Linked DNA regions of Gossypium hirsutum: region 2 is linked to region 1. The links are chromatin contacts, called in public Hi-C maps. All regions are on one chromosome and are shown on one strand. Each heading gives the region's core, a stretch centred on a gene start, on an enhancer-like site or on the middle of the called end of the contact. The rest is flanking DNA. Distances are from core to core; before and after follow the strand shown.

Region 1 (3,719 bases), core at 172-2,671:
CACATTCGTGACTTGCATCACCTATAATTGAAGAAATATCACTGCTATAACTAGCAATGAAGTTGTATGGCTTGATAGAATAATGATGCTACCCCAATCATTCTAACAACAACTCACTTTAATGCCGGATTTGGTGGTTTGGGAAAACTAAGCATTAAACCTATTTAAAACCTAATGTAACTAGATTCAATTGGGAATTGAGATCCATTTGGATTCTTAAAAATAAAATGAATATAGAGTCCAAAACTAAGGAAGCTGATGCCTATGACAAACTATAGCAAACAAAAACAGTTACACCCTATAACATCAAAATTAAGAAAGGAAAGATAGATAGAGACACTGAAGCAAGAATTGACATACACAACAAGCAAAATCACTCAAGTTTGGGGTTTTAAGAGCACTAAAAACTAAGCTCCAACCTTAGTAGATCTAAGAGAGCAAAAGAAACACTCGTATTACAAAAGCTATTTGGCCTCAGCTTGAAAAAACTTGATTTCAGCTTGACCAAATCTCGAGCTAGTGAAAGAGCTGAATTTGAGTATTTGACTCAAGTAGTTTAAGAGCTTAATCGAGCCTTTTCTTTTTAATTACTATTAAATGTTTCAATTCAAATCCAAACTTGAGTATAGAAACTGAGTTTATATTTTACTTTAATTGAGTAAGCTCATCCAGTTCGACTATTATCTCAAATTGCTTCAGTTATAAAAGCAAAATTCAATCAAACTCAAGTTGAGCTTCAAGCCTTGCATTTCAGCTCGAGTTTTGAATGATTTGAGCTCGACTACACACTGTAAACTGGCCTACTCTTTCGAATTATATCACTCGCTTCCAAAATCAAAAACCGAAATTCATACTGATACTAAAAAAGAGCAAAAAGTTGAACCAGATCATTTTAACTTGAAACAAGATTATGTCCAAGACAATAACATCCATAACTTCTGTAGCAGATTATCAGGAAATTACTAACCAAGTTATTGATGAATCATGAATCTCAATTACCTAAAAGTTTACAAGCAAACTAAAAACATCCAAACAAACATTCAGAAAGAGCATTTTTAACATTCTGTTCCATTATAATTGTCTGTATTTAACAATAATTCATCGAAATGAAATACAAAAAGAGAAGAAAAATCATACAACTGATTCATTAGATCAAATATTAGAGAAGGGTAATAGAGAAACGTACCATAATGGATCGAAATTCGAGCTAATCAATGATTTATATGAGAAAGGTTCTTTTTACCCCGAAGAAAAAGGGGAAAACAAAATTGATTTCTGTCGGAAGAAAATTTAGAAAAAAGGGATAAACGGAGAAGGAAAATTCGAGAAAGCGAAGCAGTCTTTTTCGGGGGTCTTTTTTTTTTAATGAAAGTTTATGCGACTTCCATACCTTTTACGGAGCCTGGAATTGTTAGATTCTTTCCTCTTTTTTTTTTAATGATTATTTATGTAAGAAACCCAAATTGTTTTTGGGCTAAATTGCATTAATCGATGAGTGATAAAGCCCAAATCTTTTGGATTTAGAATCCAACAACGAAATTCTGCTAAACAAATTCAAAATGTTTTAGAAAGAAGGGTAAAGTACAAAAATAATTATTAAACTATTGATTTTCTTCTATTTTAATTATTTTATTATTAATTTAGTCATTAAATTTTTTGAAATTAAATATTTTACTCACTCACCCTTAATCGTAGTTAGATAAGTGATGGGGGAGTTGATGTGGGTTATTTTATTAGTTTAATAATAAATTTAACACTATAAAAATTTAAGCATCACATATTTTCCAATAATTTTATCAATTGGATGTTAAATATATATATATAAAAAAATCAACAAATTTATTCAACAATATTTTAAAAAAGATCAATAAATTTAGCATTTTTACTCTGAACAACCCACCTTCTTGCTCTTCTGGATTGTTATTGTGTAGCTGTCTTCACCACAAGGTACGAATATTACTCCGTAGCTCACTTCCCATGTCAGAAAGCATGCATGCATTCCATAGCTTTCTCAAACTTAACTAATATATGTTAAAGTACTAATAAATGTAAGGATTAACTAATAATTCTGTCATAGGTTAGCACCCAAAAGGTCAAGCTGAGAGTGTCGAAGATGGAAAGTAATGTCGGCTCGAGTATGCATTCTTTCACCTTGCAACACAAAGAAGTTGCCCATTTGACTGTAAAGTGTAACCAGTAGAAAAGATTACAATTTACAGCCTGCGTAACTGTGCAAAGTCTCCACGGATTTACTCGGCCCGTAAGAGACGTTTTGATTTCCACTGCCGTCTTTTCAAACAAACTGAGATTGTAGCTATGGCCTGCATCCAAGGAATTAATTTAGTATTTGATGAAAAAAAAATTATGATGTATAAAAGTATGATTTATGTTTACTCTTAACTGAGTTAAAAAGTATACCAAATTTTGAAATGAAGATGTAATTGTGATTAATAAATTTAACAAAATTAAAAATAAAATGTCAAAATTGAAGTTTATAATTTAATTTTAAAATGTTTTAAATAAAAATTTAGGGGAAAATGTAATTATATAGTGATTTGGTAACGAGTTTTTAATTATTATATTAAATAAAATAATATTTTTATATATCAAAGTTTTTTATGAAATTAGTTTAGTAATTTGCTTTTCTAAAAATTGAACTTAAAAGATAAATTTTGTAAACATTAGAGGTTAAATTTGTTGATTTTTTTAATATTTAGGATCAAATTAATAGAATGTGTAAATATTAAAGGGTTAAATTTATTATTAAACCAATAAAAAAAATCACGCCATTTTTTCGTCAATCATCTAATGACAACTAGCGGGAGAGTGACTAAGATATTTAATTTCAAAAAGTTTAGTGATGAAATCGAAAAAATTAATAGTTAAGTGACCAAAAGAGAACAAAGTCAATAGTTTAGACACCATTTTTGTATTTTACCCAAGAAAGTAAAGAAACAAGGAATTGGAGGAGATTATGAGAGAAATAAGTATTTTATTTATCATTATGAATATTTATAGTGCTTCTCCAAATTTTATATTTATAGGCATAAGAAATATAAATGAAATAAAATTTTACTCCTAATGGACATCGGAGTCCTAAAGTATATTAAATTTCTTATTTTAATGGATATCCACTTTATAATAATAAAATATTTATGACACTCTCCATTGGATGTCTATCAAAAGATAATATGTCACATTAAAATCTTATTAAGATAAAAACCTTGTGAAAAAAATTCTTAGTGAAGGAAAAAGAAAATATATATTTATAACACGCATAACATATTGCCTCATTAAAAACCTTATTCGAAAAATCTAGTGGGGCAAAACCTCAATTATGTATTTATTCCCCTTCATGATAACATCATATAGTATCTTAGATTCTACGTATTTCATTCTTGAATACTAGTTTTTCAAATGATCACTTGAGTATATTTGTTAAATGTTCATATCATTATTTTTCTAAAAGTACTCATGAGCAAAAACAAAATTTATGAAAATATATTTTGATCTCTTCAGGAAGTTCAACAATAATTATAGCAAACTTTGATCATGATCATTTTATAAAAAAAATACATATGTTCAAAAAATTCTAGTTCATATAAAAATTTACTCAAGTGTATTGAACAATTTCTTTGGAATTTTTATTTGCTTCTAGTGTTCTAAATCTTTTAAGGATTTTAACATAAAAACTTCACTACATAATGATTCGTATAAAA
Region 2 (3,361 bases), core at 99-2,598, 440 kb after region 1:
AAAAATAGTCAAATTTTAATTTTAGTCCCTATACTATGTTAAACTTTGAGATTTGATCTTTATATTTGAATTTTTTATACATAAGTTAGTGTCTCAACGTTTATAAGATCATGAGTTAATCTAAATATTTTATTCTAATCAAAATGCTAATGTAAATTTAAAGAATTGTTAACATCGTTAAATTATTTGTTAAATTTAAGTCCATTTTTTAGTGACATGATTATCAAGTGGGTACTTTCTTTTTCTAAGTTTATAATGTCACACTAACAAATTTAAGTGAAGAATTTTAATGGTGTTAACAATTGAATCTAAATTTTTATGTTTGAAAGATAAAGGAACTAATTTCTTTAAAAAATGGAGATTAAATTTCAAATATACAAAGAGTATAGAAACTTGGAGAATGTTGTAACCATTAAAATTTAACTAACTAGTTCAAAATTAATTAACCCAATACGAAGCATGAGTTGAAAACCATACTAGTTATTATTAACATGTAAAGTTTATTTTATATGCAAATGATATCTTTTGTGAAAAATGAATTAACAAATTAGAATATAAATCTAAATATTACTTTTTTGCCCATTAAATTTATTTACTTTGTAAGATTAATGAAATTTTCTACATAAAATGGATTCTATTTTTATTTATAAAGTTTAGTTTTTAACTTCATCCCTTTGAAAATTGATAGCTTCTTTGTTAGAATGCTGTCTTTATAATTTATAAAAATTTAGAATTTAGTCTATATGGGTAATACTTTTAAACAAGTGCAAATAGAAAAATTAGCAGGGTCGAGATTTAATTATAATTTTTTTCATAAATTAAAATATAAGTTTTAAATGTATCAATTTATAATTTTTTTTATTGATAAGAGGATTAAATTAAAAAAAATTATTTTAGGGGACAAAATACAATTTATAAGAAGACTCAATTGAATTTTTTATTTGTTATTTTTGAGTTACCTATCCCCTTAGATTTACCTCTGCTAACTTAAAAATTAGTACGTAATTCAACAATTTATATATAATTAGTAAAGATGAATAATTTAAGAATTTATGGACAAGAAATTAGCAAAAGTAGAGGAATTAGATTAAGTTACTAATTTTTTATAAATTACGAGAAATTAAAGTAAATAAAAATTAGATGTAGTTATAATATAAAATAATAAAATAATTTTATTAGAGTGAGTGTTAAGCACGACTCGAATCAAAATTTGACAGTAAAATTATTTAAATATATTAATAATAAAATCAACAATAGTCCAACTCGGCAAAAGAACAAAAACGGAAAATCAAAGAGCACGTGAATTATGCCAACTCAGATAAGAACTAAAAAACAATTTAGTTGTGGTGACGTAACAAAAATCACCACCGTGTGATGGAAGCATAACCTCCATACGACATTTCCCCATCAAGCGTCCAAGCCATCCCTCCATTTTATGTACTCCTTTGAGCTTTGAAAAAAAGAAGATTTCTCCTTTTACTTGTATAATTTCCCTTCCTAGTTCTCCCATTTCTCCACGCTACCAAAGCCATGTATCCATCATCTTCGTCTCAAAAGCCCATGGGTCAATCCGGGCTCACCCGTTACGGTTCTGCTCCCGGCTCCTTTCTGGCCAACGCCGTTGATTCCGTCATCGGAGCGGACCCTAACCTCGTCGGCCACTACTTCTCCGCCGCTGACTCCTCCTCTTTAACTTCAGAGTCAACTTGTAAAGTCAGCTCATCCAACGATCCGCGAGAGCCTAAATCAGCTGCTGCTGCTGCTCCTGCCCCTCCTCATCCTCCTCCGCATCATCCCCATGGATCTTACCCTGCACCTTCTTCTTCCTCTCTGCTCAGACAACGCAGCTCCCCCGCCGGTTTCCTTAGTCACCTCACATCGGAAAACGGTAACGCCTCCTCCCTTTTTTTTCCTTTTGAAAGCGACCGTTTTGTCCTTGTTTATCTGATTAATCATTATCTACTTAGGGGTATTTTTGACTTTTCATGGCTTCCTTTCCTTTTGATTGGTGGCTTTCCTTGGCCTGAATAATTCACCGCCATTATTATGCTAAGCGTTGACGAAATGTTTAAGTTGACCCGAATGTCACTTTCTATTCAGTTTAATTATGAAAATTAGAGTAATAATGAATCTCACCTTTAAAGAAAAGATTGCTTTAATTTGATTTGGTGTCTTATGTAACTCATGATTTACCGTTGCAGATTTATTTTTATTAATCCTAATCTAGTTTACTTTGTTGTCTTTAATAATTATTAATCTCCAAAATGTTATATTTCAACGTCCATTTTCAATATTGATTAAACATTTTAGTTCTTGAATGAAGCAAAGCAAAACTGGGTTATTTCCATTTTAAAATAAAATTCCTAGCTTGTCAAAGTGGGTTTTTAATACTGAATTTGAATTTCCGTCTTTCAATTTTAATTTTATAAAATAGGGTTTGTTTTATGATTTTTTTCACTCTTAAGTTTTAATATTTTCTTCATGAATATTTTTACCAAAAAATAATTTTTCAAACAAATAAAAAATAATAAAGAAATTTTATATGGTATTTTTAAAAAATAATTTTGTACGTAGTATTTTAAATATAAAATATTTCTTTTTATATCATAAGAAAAAAATAAATTAATTATAAATTAAATAAAAATAGAATTTGATTTGGTTTGATCCAGTTAATCGGTTTGGATTGATTTTTATTTCTTCGATAATTTTTTCTCCACCCTAAACAGAAGTTGTCAAGTATCTTTAAATTACACTAAAAATAAAAATTAATAAATAAAATATACGTTAGCTTCTTAAACTTTGCTGATAATTATTTTTTAAATAGATGAATTAATATTTGATACTACTAATAATTTTTTTAACTTTTTTAGTAAGTTTTAAATAATTTTTATTCACAAAAGTTGAAATGATATAAAATTATACTATTTTCTTTTTGATCTATCTTTAGACTGCATAGTTAAAAAGCTAAATGTTGCAAAAGACAAAGGCACTTTGAAGTAAAGAAGTGTATATCAACATGGGGTGTTGTAGTTTACACTTTTAATCCTTCAAAAATTCATAATTTGTTTCATTTAATATATTAGAAATGATAGATAAAATTGTCAATTACTGTATTGAATGTGATACTTATTAATCTGTATATATCTGGCGCACAGATCTAATAAAAAAACATAGAAATAAATAATCCAAAAGCTTTGATATTGTGTTTGTGTGTTGCTTGAATGAATACAAAAAGGTGGGTAAAGAGCAAAAGAGAATGAAAAATAAAAGAAAGAATGAAATTAACGGTTGGTTAGGGAAAGTTATAGATAGCCAATCAATGCAACCCACAATGGTTTTTTGCTGGCCGGTGAGATCTTAC

Evidence for each region. Hi-C and Micro-C count contacts between places; a contact is called where the count stands out from the background.
Region 2: a Hi-C map of leaf shows a contact between it and region 1, with 1.6 times the contacts expected there. The contact joins the promoter of LOC107896967 here to the promoter of LOC107903760 in region 1.

Annotation. Positions count from the first base shown.
Region 1 is chrA10:77,104,559-77,108,277 of Gossypium_hirsutum_v2.1, forward strand. It overlaps LOC107903760 (mitochondrial import inner membrane translocase subunit PAM16 like 2), which reads right to left and starts at 1,422. Exons shown (of 4, transcript XM_016829908.2): 1 at 1,187-1,422. The coding sequence starts at 1,189.
Region 2 is chrA10:77,548,225-77,551,585 of Gossypium_hirsutum_v2.1, forward strand. It overlaps LOC107896967 (transcription factor bHLH128), which reads left to right and starts at 1,349. Exons shown (of 6, transcript XM_016822289.2): 1 at 1,349-1,888. The coding sequence starts at 1,531.